Regions from separate parts of the Mus musculus genome. Here region 2 is linked to region 1. A link is a contact called in public promoter capture Hi-C data. All regions are on one chromosome and are shown on one strand. The core of a region is the stretch at or near the end of the contact, and the rest is flanking DNA. Distances in the headings are between cores, read along the strand shown. Region 1 holds the start of Mbnl2 (muscleblind like splicing factor 2). Region 2 holds the start of B930095G15Rik (RIKEN cDNA B930095G15 gene).

Region 1 (6,189 bases), core at 2,619-5,118:
TGTGTGTGTGTGGTGTGTGTGTGTGTGTGTGAGAGAGAGAGGGGTGAGTATATATGTATGTGTGTATAGGTATGTGTAATGTGTGTGTGTGAGAGAGAGAGCGGTGGTATATATGTGTGTAGTGTATGTGTATATATGTATGTATGGTGTGTGTGTGGTATGTGTGTGTGTGAGAGAGAGGGGTGGGTATATATGTATGTGTATATGTATGTTTAGTATGTCTGTGTGTGTGAGAGAGATGTAGGTGTATGTGTGTGTATGTGTGTAGTATAAATGTGTATATGTATGTATGGGGTGTGAGTGTGTGCACGTGTGTGCGTGCGTGCACGCACATGATGTGGACATGGGTGTTCGAATCTGTGTGAGTATAGTATGTGAATGCAGTAGCACATGTGTGGAGGACTGAGGACGACTTTGAGTGTCAGTCTTCTCCCATTGTTGGAGACAGGGTTTCCTGCTGCTCACTGCTGTGTACATGGACCTGAACAGCTAGCTGACCCACCAGCTTCCAAAGATTCTCCTGTCCTTCCTTGCCGTCTGACCTAGGTTTGTAGATATGCATTGCCACAGCTGGTTTTACACAGGCTCTGGGTATCTGAGCTTAGGACTGTTGCCGTAGCAAAATCCCATAAAATGATATGGTTATGTAATAGAAATCCATCTTCTCATAACTGAATACTGGAGCTCTGAGGGGTAGGTCCAAGGAAGATTTGCATCTGGTGAGGACTCTCCTCCTGGCTTGAAGAATGACATCTTTTCCCCCAAGTCAGAAGAAAAGAAAAAGCCCTTTCCTTGATAGTTTCTTATAAAACCCGAAATGTGTTCAGGAAGATCCCTTCCCTGTGACATCATCTGAACCTAACTTTCCAAGTGCCCATCTCAAAATATCATTCTGCAAGGTTAGCTCGTCAGCATCTAAAGTTTGGGTGGGGAATGTGAACACTTCAGTCCCTAATAAAGTTTTAAGTCAAGAAATATGAAGAATAAGATTTAAAAAAATGTTATTGCTCTGTAGGAGTATTCTGAAGGACCTGAAGAGGGTCAAGGACATATTCCCAGCCAGGGCTGAGGGCACAGGCTGGGAATCCTTGCTACCTTGGAGACTGAGGGTGGAGGAGCACAGACTGAAGGCCTGATTGGGCCACAGAGTGAGATGCCCACACCCTGGAAACATAGTAACATCATTTGTCAAATTGTTAAAAAAAAAAGGGCAATAAAAGACTGGACTACATGTAGCTCAGTGGTGGAGAATTCCCACACTATATGCAAGGCTCTATGTGTGAAGGACATCACAGGTTCACGAAGAAAGGGTGTGGGAGGGAGAGAGAGAAGAACAGGAGGAAGAAGAAACGGAGGGCTGGGAGGAAAAGAGGAAACAAGATGAAAGCAGTGTAAAGAAAAGAAATATGCCCTCAGGGCGCAGCTACTATTTCAAGAGTTAAGGATGTCAGTGAACAGAAGGACATTGGCAGGAAGAAACAAAGTAAAATGTTCTAAATATTCAGGTGGTAAACTCAACAGACTTTGACAATGGATTTCAGGTTACTGTTGGAGAGGGAAGTGAAGAAAAGTGTCAGGCTTTTGGCTCTTATAAATCAGTAAGTGTGACATCGTTTCTTGTGATACCAAATAACCAGCATGTTTGTGTGTGACTTCTTGTCCAACACAGAAATTACGCCAATGACAGACATCCTCTAGTGCAGCTCTGTCACACCAGCCTTTGTAGAGATGCTTTGTGCACATTCTCTTAATTAATGTAGGACACAGACCTAGCCTTCTAAAATGGCAAGATCAGCTCAGGCAAGCTAGCTACACAAGGCTGCATTGTTAGAGGCTTAAAATAGTCTGGGACAACGACCAGTACAGAAGCCTTTTGAACATGAGAGAGGCTGATGTGGGTGAGGCCGGCATAGCTGAAGAAATGGCAGGTGATCTGAGGTCTGTACAGTGTGTAAGGAGGGGAAGCGAACATGGGGTAGAGAGCAGGGAGCTTCATTTAGGAAAATGGCAGACTTAAAGTGGACTATAAAGGCAGGGGCCACATTTAGCAGGACCTTGAAAGTCTGTAATTTGGATTTTATGGAGGGACAGGTTTGAGTGTAAAAGGAACATGACTTTACATGACTTCAGAAAAACCTGTCTGGCAACAGGGAAGACCAGAACCGACGTGCCTTGAGGACCAGAGGCTATCAATTAGCTTTTGTACCATACAGGGAATAGGTCAGGGCTCTGGCCGAGCTGGGAGGAGAACACTAAGAGGCTTAATGTCTCTGGGTGAGAAATGGGCTTGACAGAGACTAAAGTCTAAGTAATAAGATTGTAAAAAATGGGGATTTCGTGTCAAAAGCAGGAGGAGCTGGGGAAGAAGGTAAGTTTGAGATCAACACTCAGGTATGTGTGCATAGGTGTATTAACAGTTTAAAAAGATTTCCACTTGTTTAAATGTAGCTAATTTAACTTTCCAGGAAAAACAAAACAAAACAACAGACTTAACCAAAGCCTATCAAAGATAATATTGACTAGAAATGAAAATCAATATTAGAGATTAAAGTGAAGAGGAGTAAAATAAGATATTCTATTGAAGAAAATTAGTCCACAAGTCACAAGAAATGATGTGTTTTAAGAACACAATTCCAAAATCTAAAAATACCAAAACCATTACATTCTGCCCTGTTACTCCATTCCAGATGCATTCGTTAAACAGTTGCAGAGAGAGAGAGAGAGAGAGAGAGAGAGAGAGAGAGAGAGAGAGAGAGAGAGAGAGAGAGAGGCTCAATCTTTCAGATGAATAGGATCTTTGTTCTTGCCTGTAGTTAGTCACGGGACCTTCATACTTAATTTTTAAGATGCAAAATGTTGTGTTTTGTGGAAGGAAAATGTGTGCTTATTGTGTTTTCTAAATGCCATATGTTTTTGTTTTTGTTTTCAAAGCATGCAGAAATGCTGTTGACTGAGAAGAAGAAAAAAATAACCCTTTCCGTTCTTTTTTTTCTTGCTTTATCTTAGGGAACCTCTGGCATCTGTGGGTCAACCTTTGTAGATTGAAAATGGAGGATGTCCCTTAGGTCAGTGCCATGTGTATTCAGCAGTAAACGCCCTCCAGCAGTCATTGCGGCACTAAAGACAGGATGGGCAACGTATGAGCATTTATCAAATGGCATCTAAGAAGGTTAAGACACAGTTAATCCCCCAGTGGGTGCCAGCCAAGAGCCTCAAAGCTTAATGTAGAGATATCAGTTCTGTCCTTCGGCATCCCCTAATTGAAGTCTCTAGTGCTCTGGAAACTTAGATGGAAAATATATGGGTTCCAGTAAGTAGCCACTGAAATGACAGCTCTCTAGAAAAGCTGTGTGCTGGGGCTTCAAGCATGGTCTGGTCTTCAGTGTGCAATCCAACTTGGCTATAGCCTCCCTCCGTCATGGAAATTGCCTGCAAATGTTTCGTAAGGTATCACTTTGCATGAAAAACACTGAATTGTCTCACAAACGAATGTGTACATCTATGTCAGTATGCTTCCTCAAACGCCCTAAGACTTTAGTTTGGGATCCAATTGGATTTCTTGGCCATCTTAGGAGTTTCGTGATTCCCGGAGTGTTTATGATGCAACTCCCAGCTACGGGCTGGGTGTCTCGAAGCGTATTTGTCTGAGCTACCCCTCTCTGTGCTCTGCCAATTATGTGCCACTTTGTCTCGGAGCTATGACTGCTTTCCTCGGAGAGGGAGATCCCTTTTCCATCAGTATGGACGCACTGTTTTCAGAGCCTGCCAGCGCTGTGTTGCTGTGTCAGTCATCCTATGAGGACCAGTTTCAGACGAGGAGGGCTGACGAGCTGGCCGGGGATTGGTGGGCTGAGCCTGGGCGGGGCCTGTGGGAAGGAAGGGCTGCAGCTCACAGCAACAGAGTTTAGACTGTCTTTGCTTCATCATCTGAAGGTAAAATTTTCCAGCCACGGCCGGCGGCTCGCAGAGTACAATAAACAGGGACGGAGAACTATTTGCATGGACCCCCCTTCCTCATGATGCGGTGGAGAAGCCACGGCCACTCGGTCCTGCCAGATGTTCTTGGGGTTACTGTACATGGGGAAGACGAGCAGAGCTAAACAAGGTAGGAGAAACAACCCCCCCTCCCCAATTTTTTTTTAATGTTTAAAGAGTTTGCTGCAGTATGCTGCATTCCATGTGTGTGCTTAGGGAAGCCAGGGAGACCGATTCCACTAATTCGAACGGAATACTCGCAGGAAACCCTGGAGTTTTACGTAACGTTTGGATTTGAGAACAAGAAACGGCAAAGCTGGAATCTACGCCGCCCGTTTAGGGTGAGGCATTAAAAAAAAAAAAAAAAAACCGAGGTTTTTATTTATTTATTTAAAGGACAGATTTGTTTATTATTATTATCTTTAATTATCTGAAAGATCCAGGCCAGGATTATCTTAAGATAATGGAGGTTTTTTACTGCCAGAGTGGGCTACAGAATAAAGTTTACGTGTTTCCTGTTCTTTGAAAACATACTTGAAATTAAGAATTTAAAAAAAAAATCTGCTTAAATAATCATCGGCTGAACGTTTGGGACGAAAATATGTCTGTTTCTTGGAAATTGGGGGCCACCCTGGTGCTACAGGGCAATGGCTTTAATTGAGTTTCAAAAGCACATTTTAAGCAGCACCAGGGCAGAAGAGGAAGCTTCCTGGCTAGTCTTAGACACTGTGGTTCAATGTTTACATTGCTTTTCCTGGCAGCCTCTGTCTTTGTTTCCAGCTTAAAAGTGGAACCATTATATTCAAAAGTAAGGCTGGGTTAATAATGCTTACTGCAATTATCTGATCTGTATGCATTTTTAATGAGAACACACAGCCAGCAGAATAATTTAATGAGAGCAGGCTAGCTTTTAAAGCTGGGCTCTCACTATGCCCAGCCAGATCAACTTTCTTGCCGAGAAGCAGCGGCTGGAAAGGGTGAAGCAGATTTATTTTTAACACACTTGGCCCAGGAGAAGGGAAGGCTTTCTCTGTGTTAAAGAATTCTTTCTGCCCTTTTCCGTTTTAAATTTCTGCCAGGCTGAGGAAACCGTGTTTTTTTTGTTAGGCCTTGGAAGCATGTGTTTACAATAAATGTGTAACATTTTTAGAATAGTTAGCAAGCACTGAAGCGAAGGGGGGAAAAAAAACTTGCCTAACTGCCACCTCCGTGAATGTTCTAATGTTCTTCAAAAAAGCCTTACTGTCTCTTTAAAAGACAAAGATTAAGTCGGAAAATGTCTATTAGGGCATTTTTATATTTAGGCAGCAACAAGGAACAAAAATTAAATGAGACATTTTATCATCTATGTAAGAGGAAGTTTCTTCCTCTCGTTTGCTCCGTTCTGAGGGAGAGCAGTGCTCATTTAAATAAGGGCAATGCCACGTACCACGGTTTTTACTTTCAAGGAGAAGTGCAGGACACTAGCCCAGAACTCCTGACGTCATCCCCCAACTATTTCTGCTGTGTGTTCTTCTATTCAGCTTGTGGAAAGGAATAGTTCTCTATGTCCAGGCCAGGAACATTCGAACTCCCAGTTGGCAGGACTTGAGTTATGTCTTCCCATTTAAACCCACAGCCCATCCATCCCCCCTCACAGGCCAAATAGGGCAACTTTGCCTACCTGCCTGTCTGCCCAGGTTTTCTGCAGGCTTCTGGCTTGGCTAGAGAAAAGCCATGGCCTGCCTCAGGGAGCCGGATTTCACTTTCTTTCTGGTCTAACTCGCTCTGTGTCGTGGCTCAGTAAGCCTTCCTGTGTGGCCTATCCCAGGGGGTCCCGTCCCAGGGGGTCCTATCCCAGGGGGCCCATTCCCAGCCCCCCTGGAAACTTTACCTAAGGCCCAGGTTATGCTACCAAGTTCAAGGTTGATTGGCTGGTGGGTGACAGCTGCTTTCATAGATACAGCACCGTGTCCTAAGGCAGATGGCTCAAAGGAAATAAAATACACTAGTCCCTGCTGTTAACCCTGTGACACAGGTGGCACTCCTCTTGCACACCCTTGATTGTACGGATCTGGAGAAAGGTTAGTGTTTATTGAGGTTCCTTTTAAAGAAAGAATTTGGGCTAGAGCACACTGCAGTTCCCTGGAGTCCCTACTACCAGCTGGCCCTCCTGCACCACTTACTTAGTGTGGCCTTGAGCAAGTGCCTACCTCAGTTTCTCTTCAGGGACCT
Region 2 (6,189 bases), core at 2,680-5,179, 970 kb after region 1:
CACGAGTGGCTTGCCTCTTAGAAAGCATGGTACAAGGTGTACAGCAAGCCCTAACAAGTTACTGGAGGTTTGTTTTGCTCGTGGAAGGCAGTAATACCTGATGAATCCAGTAGCGTGAACAATGTGTATTATATTTACATGGTAATTTTCTGTGCGTGCCGTTGTGTGTGCAGGGTTTTGACTGAAATCACAGAAAAGTGTTTTTTTTTAACTGTCCGTTCCCTCTTTAAAAGTGGGGGGCCGTTTTCTGGGCCCTATATAAAGAGGCATAGACAAATCCAAGTCCAAGTGGAAGTTGATTGCTAGCTGAGATTGTGTCAGTGAAATCATACTCAAGAATAGTGGGTGTTTTAATGGGAAGAACCTGCGGTCCCTCTGGCTTCCTGTGAACTGCTGTAAAAGCTGTCAGAGCCCTAGGAATAGCCATTTACCTGGGATTGCTCGTTTGGTTGGGTTTTTGTTGCTGGGTCAAATCATTAGATTTTTTTAGGAAGTGGCTGGATGCTGCTGAGTGGTAGGGTAAGGGAAAATGAACACCTTACCATAGGCACTGTTGTCTCCAGCAGGTCAGCCAACCGTGCGCCTGCCTGGCTGCCTGTCAGTCACAGGCTGTTCTGCTCCATCACTGCCCTGAGTTTTATGTGTTCCTTATGAACAGCGACCCCACTGGGAACACAGACACCTTGATATTTCTATGACTTCTTTTAAAATCATGGAGGCCTCTGCCTGCCACCCAGCCTTTCTCCACTGTAGATCAAGGAGCTGGGGTTTTAAACTTATACTGTGTATTTTCCCTAACCGTGCTGTGGCGTTTCTGGAGCCATTGTCGAAGTGAGTGATGCCCGAGTCTCAGCCAAGAGTTTGGATGTGGGCTCCAGCTTGGTCTTTGCAGATGGCTCTGTGGGTACAGCCAGGGCCCTTTCTCCATCAGCCATGGTGGTCTATGGCCATAGAGTGTATTGGAAGGTAGTGAGAATGTTAGCCAAGCCACTACCTCCGTTGCTGGAGTGTGAGGATTACACAAAAGCCTCCATTTGTACTTTTCAGTCTTTGATACTTTTTTAACCATAGAACAAAATTTTTAGCTCTGAACTACAGAACTTTGCAAAGAGTTGTAAAGATGCTGCATCCTTGCTGAGCTGTCACGCTGGTGGCCTTAGGAGCCTTCTGTGGCTGTATCACAGTGGGGAAGCTGGGCTCCTTCAGGAAGTGAGGCAGAGCTTAGCTTATGGATCTCTGAGAATCTTGTCAGCAGGAATGTTGAGAGGCCACGTTTTAAATGTTGAGAGACCTCACCCGTATTTATGCAAGTGTGTTCGGCTATTCTTGGTCAGCTGATTCAATGGGTGATTGGTGGATCACACTGACTGGATAGCGGTTGGCAGTTGTTCACTGAAGCAGTCCACTCACACCTTGCCTTAGGTGACTTTTAAGCTCTACAGAGGCGTCAGCAGTCACCTACCAAGCCTCCACTTTGAGTGAGCGAGCTCATTCCTGTGGCGTTAGTTCAGTGACTTGGCTAGTGCCACAAAGCTGCGCCCAGCCCCCCAGCCGCCTGACTTCAACCCTTTCCTCACGTGGGACCTTTAGGCTCCACGTTTTAATTCTGGAGATACTTGCCTGCATTTCTAACTAGAATTAGATGTGAAAATCCTGGATGATAAAGACAATTAGAAGCAAATAGCTGTTCTTCATTCTGTGGGGGTGTTTGCAGTTTTAACATGTTTCTGAATCTGCTGTCTGGTCTTAGGAGAGGCTGCCAGTTTGCCGTAGGAAAGCTTGGTCAGGTGGGAGTTGAGCGGAGCGGAGCTTGGTTGTTTTAATTGTGATCCTGGTCTGTTTAAGGGACTTTTCCTTATTTCTGCTTACACAGAAGTCTGATAACTAAATAGGAATGAGCTCTTTTAGCCTTGTAATGTGATTGCCCATCCCCTGTGCCTGGGAACCTGTTACCTCTTTCCCCTTGTATTGTAGCACAGTTTTCTCCTGATTGGTTCTGTGCCAGCAAAGCCAATTTATCTTCCGCTTCTTAGCTAGTATTTAAGAAAGCAACAGTCCCAGCAAATTAATAGTGCCTAAAAGAATTGGGGGCAGGTTTGTTCCGAAATCCAACATCCCGTCATCTGAGAGTAGTCACTAACTGTCCTTACAGGGGCTTATCCTCTGCTCTAGAAGATTTCAGAAGTTAGTCAGAGAACGTGCGTGCCTGCAGTGAGCCGAGTGTAGCAGGGTTGCTGAGGTGACAAATTGTCCCCGATGTCCCTATGCAAAGCTCAGAAAGCACCAAGCCTTCCCAGAACTCCCCATTCTCTGACCTTGTGACCTCAGGCTCCAAGGCTTCCAAAGCCCACAGTCTCCATCTGGGACTTAGAAAGGACCTATATTTGTGTGACGTTGAACTGAGGTGAGGAAGGCCAGTGTCACAGTTGGCTGTCAAAAACGCAAAGCAGAGACCAGAGGGCTTCCTGAGACCTCAGTCTATCCACTGCAGCATACATGCTTCGGGCCTCTGGACTGAAGGAGCCTGGGCCTTTGAGCCTTGCCTACTCGCTGCTGCTCTGCAAACAGTATCTCACGGCCAAGGGTGGGAGACAGAGAAACTCAGAGTTTAAAGCTCCTCGCGGATGCTCTAGGACCCCTTACATTGTGATGTTATGTTAGATTTTATTTTGAAATATATCTAGTGGTTCCCCATGTGGATCCTTGTTAAGAGCAAACTGAAAAGGCATGAAATTCCTTTAGCGTGAAGAAATGCACTTAATGAGTTCCAGAGCCCAATGTGAACGGCCTCAGCCCCTGAAACAGTCATCTGGATGCCATCGATGGTATTTTATTAGATAGGCATTTAATTAGAGGAAGCTTTTGGGCCAGATTCTTTCTTATATGTGTGATTCATATTCAGGAATTTCTTACACGGCCATCCCCCTCCCCACCCACCCCACCCCCGCTCTTTGGCCCTGCGCTTAAAATCTGAGTAGTAAGACTTTTTTCTCCTCAAGAACATCTTTGAAGATTTAAACCAAGTAATGAAAAAAAAAAAAAAAAAAGTCCAGGCCTGAAGAACCTAGATGCAGAGTCAGCCCCTGGCCTGCTGAGTCTTGGGGGGGGGGGGGGAGTTGGGGGGAGTTGACCTCAGAAGTCTCCCTGGTTGTACGTTGCCAAGCTTTTTGTAAAAGGAGGATTAAAATTCAGATAGGAAACATTTTTAACATTGGTGAATTGATGGTAAATGTGCTTAGAGGTTCGTTTTGTCCCCTTTTTCCCTTTTTATCTAGAGTCCCTGACCACAGGAGTTCAGTCTGCTTTCTCCCCGTACAGTGCTTTCTGCCCTCTCTGAGCAGCGCTGTGCTTGCCACAGGCGCAGCCCTTATTGAATGAGCCTCAGAGGTACAGGTGGACCCAGCCTGCAGTTAGTCAGTCAGGCTTGGTTTGACTCTGTGTGCCTCTGTCTTGATCGCTTGGCTTTGCCTGAGCCCTTTACGTGGGTTTAGCTAGAATTTCCATAGCCACTGTGGTTATAACTCCCATGGCAAGCTGTTTCCTGCTCCTCTCTCCCATCCGAACCCATTGCTCCTCCGTGTTCCTCCAAGGTTTCCCTCCATCACATTGCACGGCTCAGGTCTGTTCTGCTGTCGCTGAATTCTGCAATGAAGTGCAAGAGTTTCTTTAAACGCAAGGAACAGACTGTAGCTTCATGCTGGCCAAACAAACACACAGGAGGGAAAGCCTGTGTTGGGAACAAGATTTTAAAAGGGGGTGGGGCCAAAGAACTGATTGGCACTGCTTTTTCCTTTGGTTTAATCCACCCCTTTCCCATGTGATGAGCTGAAACTTAAAACAGGAAATGAACTCACTGGAGGCACCAGGTACTGGGTGTTAACACAAAGGCCTGGCATTCAGGCCAAAATTAGCATGCCTCTTAATATCATTTTTTTTTTTTTTTTTTTTTTTTTTACGAAAGAGGTACTAATGAAAAGCATTTAAAAAAAAATTCCATAATGATTCAGATGTGGAGTCAGCTTAAATCAAAGATCCACGTGGTCTGGTTGCCACCAATTGGACAGAAAGCTGTGTGGTTCTCCCTTTTAGTAGCCTAGATACATACTTCCGAGTATGTCTCCTGGGAGCAGAGTTGAAAGTGTGGGTTTATGTTAACCGGCTGTGGCAGGGACAAGGAAAGGGGTAGGTCTGTTGGAAAAAGGTCTTCATGAAGTGAAGAGCGTAGCACTCTCAGAAACCTCTCACCCAGAGACGTGTTGCTCTCCAAGAAAACAATGGAATGCCCGACCAGAAAGAAGCTAGGGAAGCGCTTAAAACTCTCAGAGAGAGAGAGAGAGAGAGAGAGAGAGAGAGAGAGAGAGAGCTCTCCACACAGCCTTGGCTTTGCTTGGTTCTCCATTGAGGTTTTCTTGGGTGACTCTGTTGAGCCCATGATGGCCACTGGGCACAGCCCGGAAGGGGGCTCCCCTGCATGTTTGTGGCTCTGGTATTAGATGGCAGCTTCGCATGCAAGGCAGCACCTGTCCTTCTTCCTAAGGACTCTGGGCCAGGTTAGCTGCTCTGCGATGTCTCCAGATGACAGTTGTTGGTATGGAAAACCTGCCCCTATAGTGGTTGGGATAGAGTTCGAAAGGTCACGTCAGCAAAGCAAAGGTTGGTGCTGCGCCTGTGTGCACTGGTGCCAGGCAGCACTGCAGCCCCCTGGGCTGGTTCAGAATATTCAACAGTGGTGGGAAATGGCAGAAGACAAAGGCCCTTACAGAGTCTGGAGGTGGGAATGGGGCATGCAGGGTTCTGGCCGGTCTGTCATCCCTGGTGATGAGCGTCTGTCTCACGCAGCTGCACCCCCAGCTCCCTTTCCCCTGGCTTCCAGTGTGAGAAGCAAGACCTTGACCCTCTGCCTGCAATGCTACAGAAAGACCACACTTAGCTCTTCAGTTACCAAGAATGCCCGCTCTCTCCAGGAGCATCTAGAGGGCTTGAAGGGTCATCAACCCCTTGCTCTCACCTCTTCCTGCCTTGGAAAATTGCTGCAAACCTCACTAACCGAATCTCACCAGCCCAGCCCATGTTTTTAACACAATTTCCTCCTGTTCTCTCTGTGTGTGCATTTAATCCTTGAGGTAATAATGTGTTGTATTAAAATTTTCTGATGCACTGAATTAATTCTCAAGTAGAAAAGGCTGGGGACTTCATTCTCATTTCTGTCATTTGTTTAATAAATTTAAGAAACATTCTTTCCATTGTTCCACTGTATACCGTTTTGTCAGCATGTACCTACCTGGGAGAAGACGCTCTGTTTTGAACATTCTGTCTTGATCCTTGGAGCATGGCATACCTTCTGTCCCCTGCACTGTTGGAACGCTGTTTGATGTCTTTTCAACCCAAAACCTTGCCTAAATACCAATTTGTACCTGGAATACCCTTTGTAGAACACAGCAGTCGCTCACCCAGCGGCACTTTGACAGACCGAATCATGGCCACCCAGGCGCCGGGAGAAGTGTACACTTGGCTTTTGTGGCCTCATCTTCTCTCAAGGCCCTGCACCGTATAAGGTGCTATGGGGTGGGGCAAGCCCTTGGAGGAGAGCAAGTTCACTTTAAAGGGGGGCAGATGTAGGTGGAACAGAGCGCATCTGAGACAGCAGCTTACGTTGGGAGCTCACACAGCCAGCCGTCCACAGGCTGGGCTTTGCTATTCCCAGTGGGAGTGAAACACCTGATGCTGATTGGCTTTGGTGGGAGGGAGTGGGGCGTAGCATCTCCATCAGACAAGCTCTTTGTCCCCTGGGTGGGCACCCACAATGTGTGCTCCTCAGATGCGCCCTGCTTTCACTTCTGCCTGTGCTTCCGTGTGGAGCCTCCGCACAGCATGGACTCCTGTCACCCAGGATGCTCTCTGTCTTCTCTGATAGCCATGAGTTTGGTGGCGAGCATGGAAGACCAAACTCATGTCAAATGTTTGCATGGTATTAATATCTTGTGTTACTCTAAACTCCAGAGGCTTTCCTAAACCTTGTCCTAACGGGAATCTTGCTGTTAACAAACCAAAAACCTGTTTGATGTAACTGTTCTTTCCCACCGATGGCTGAAGCTTTGTCCTTCCTACAAGATGGTATACTAGACTCCACGTTCCTCAGTGACACCAAGTTCACAAGTCCTCCGCCATCTTCAAAGCAGGATTCTCCTT

Evidence for each region. Promoter capture Hi-C pulls out the DNA fragments that hold promoters and counts their contacts.
Region 2: a promoter capture Hi-C map of liver shows a contact between it and region 1, with 4 times the contacts expected there. The contact joins the promoter of B930095G15Rik here to the promoter of Mbnl2 in region 1. A contact is called at or near these places in 4 of 39 promoter capture datasets (cranial neural crest, liver and pre-B cells), 2 of 115 datasets of contacts at active chromatin or transcription factors (differentiating embryonic stem cells and pancreatic cancer cells) and 1 of 9 other capture datasets (embryonic stem cells).

What each region holds. Positions count from the first base shown.
Region 1 is chr14:120,271,801-120,277,989 of GRCm38.p6, forward strand. It overlaps Mbnl2 (muscleblind like splicing factor 2), which reads left to right and starts at 3,869. Exons shown (of 8, transcript NM_207515.2): 1 at 3,869-4,105. The region is part of intron 2 of Gm52122 (a long non-coding RNA gene); the gene reads right to left.
Region 2 is chr14:121,244,777-121,250,965 of GRCm38.p6, forward strand. It overlaps B930095G15Rik (RIKEN cDNA B930095G15 gene), which reads left to right and starts at 3,930. Exons shown (of 1, transcript NR_155502.1): 1 at 3,930-6,189. All of the region lies in intron 13 of Farp1 (FERM, RhoGEF (Arhgef) and pleckstrin domain protein 1 (chondrocyte-derived)), which reads left to right.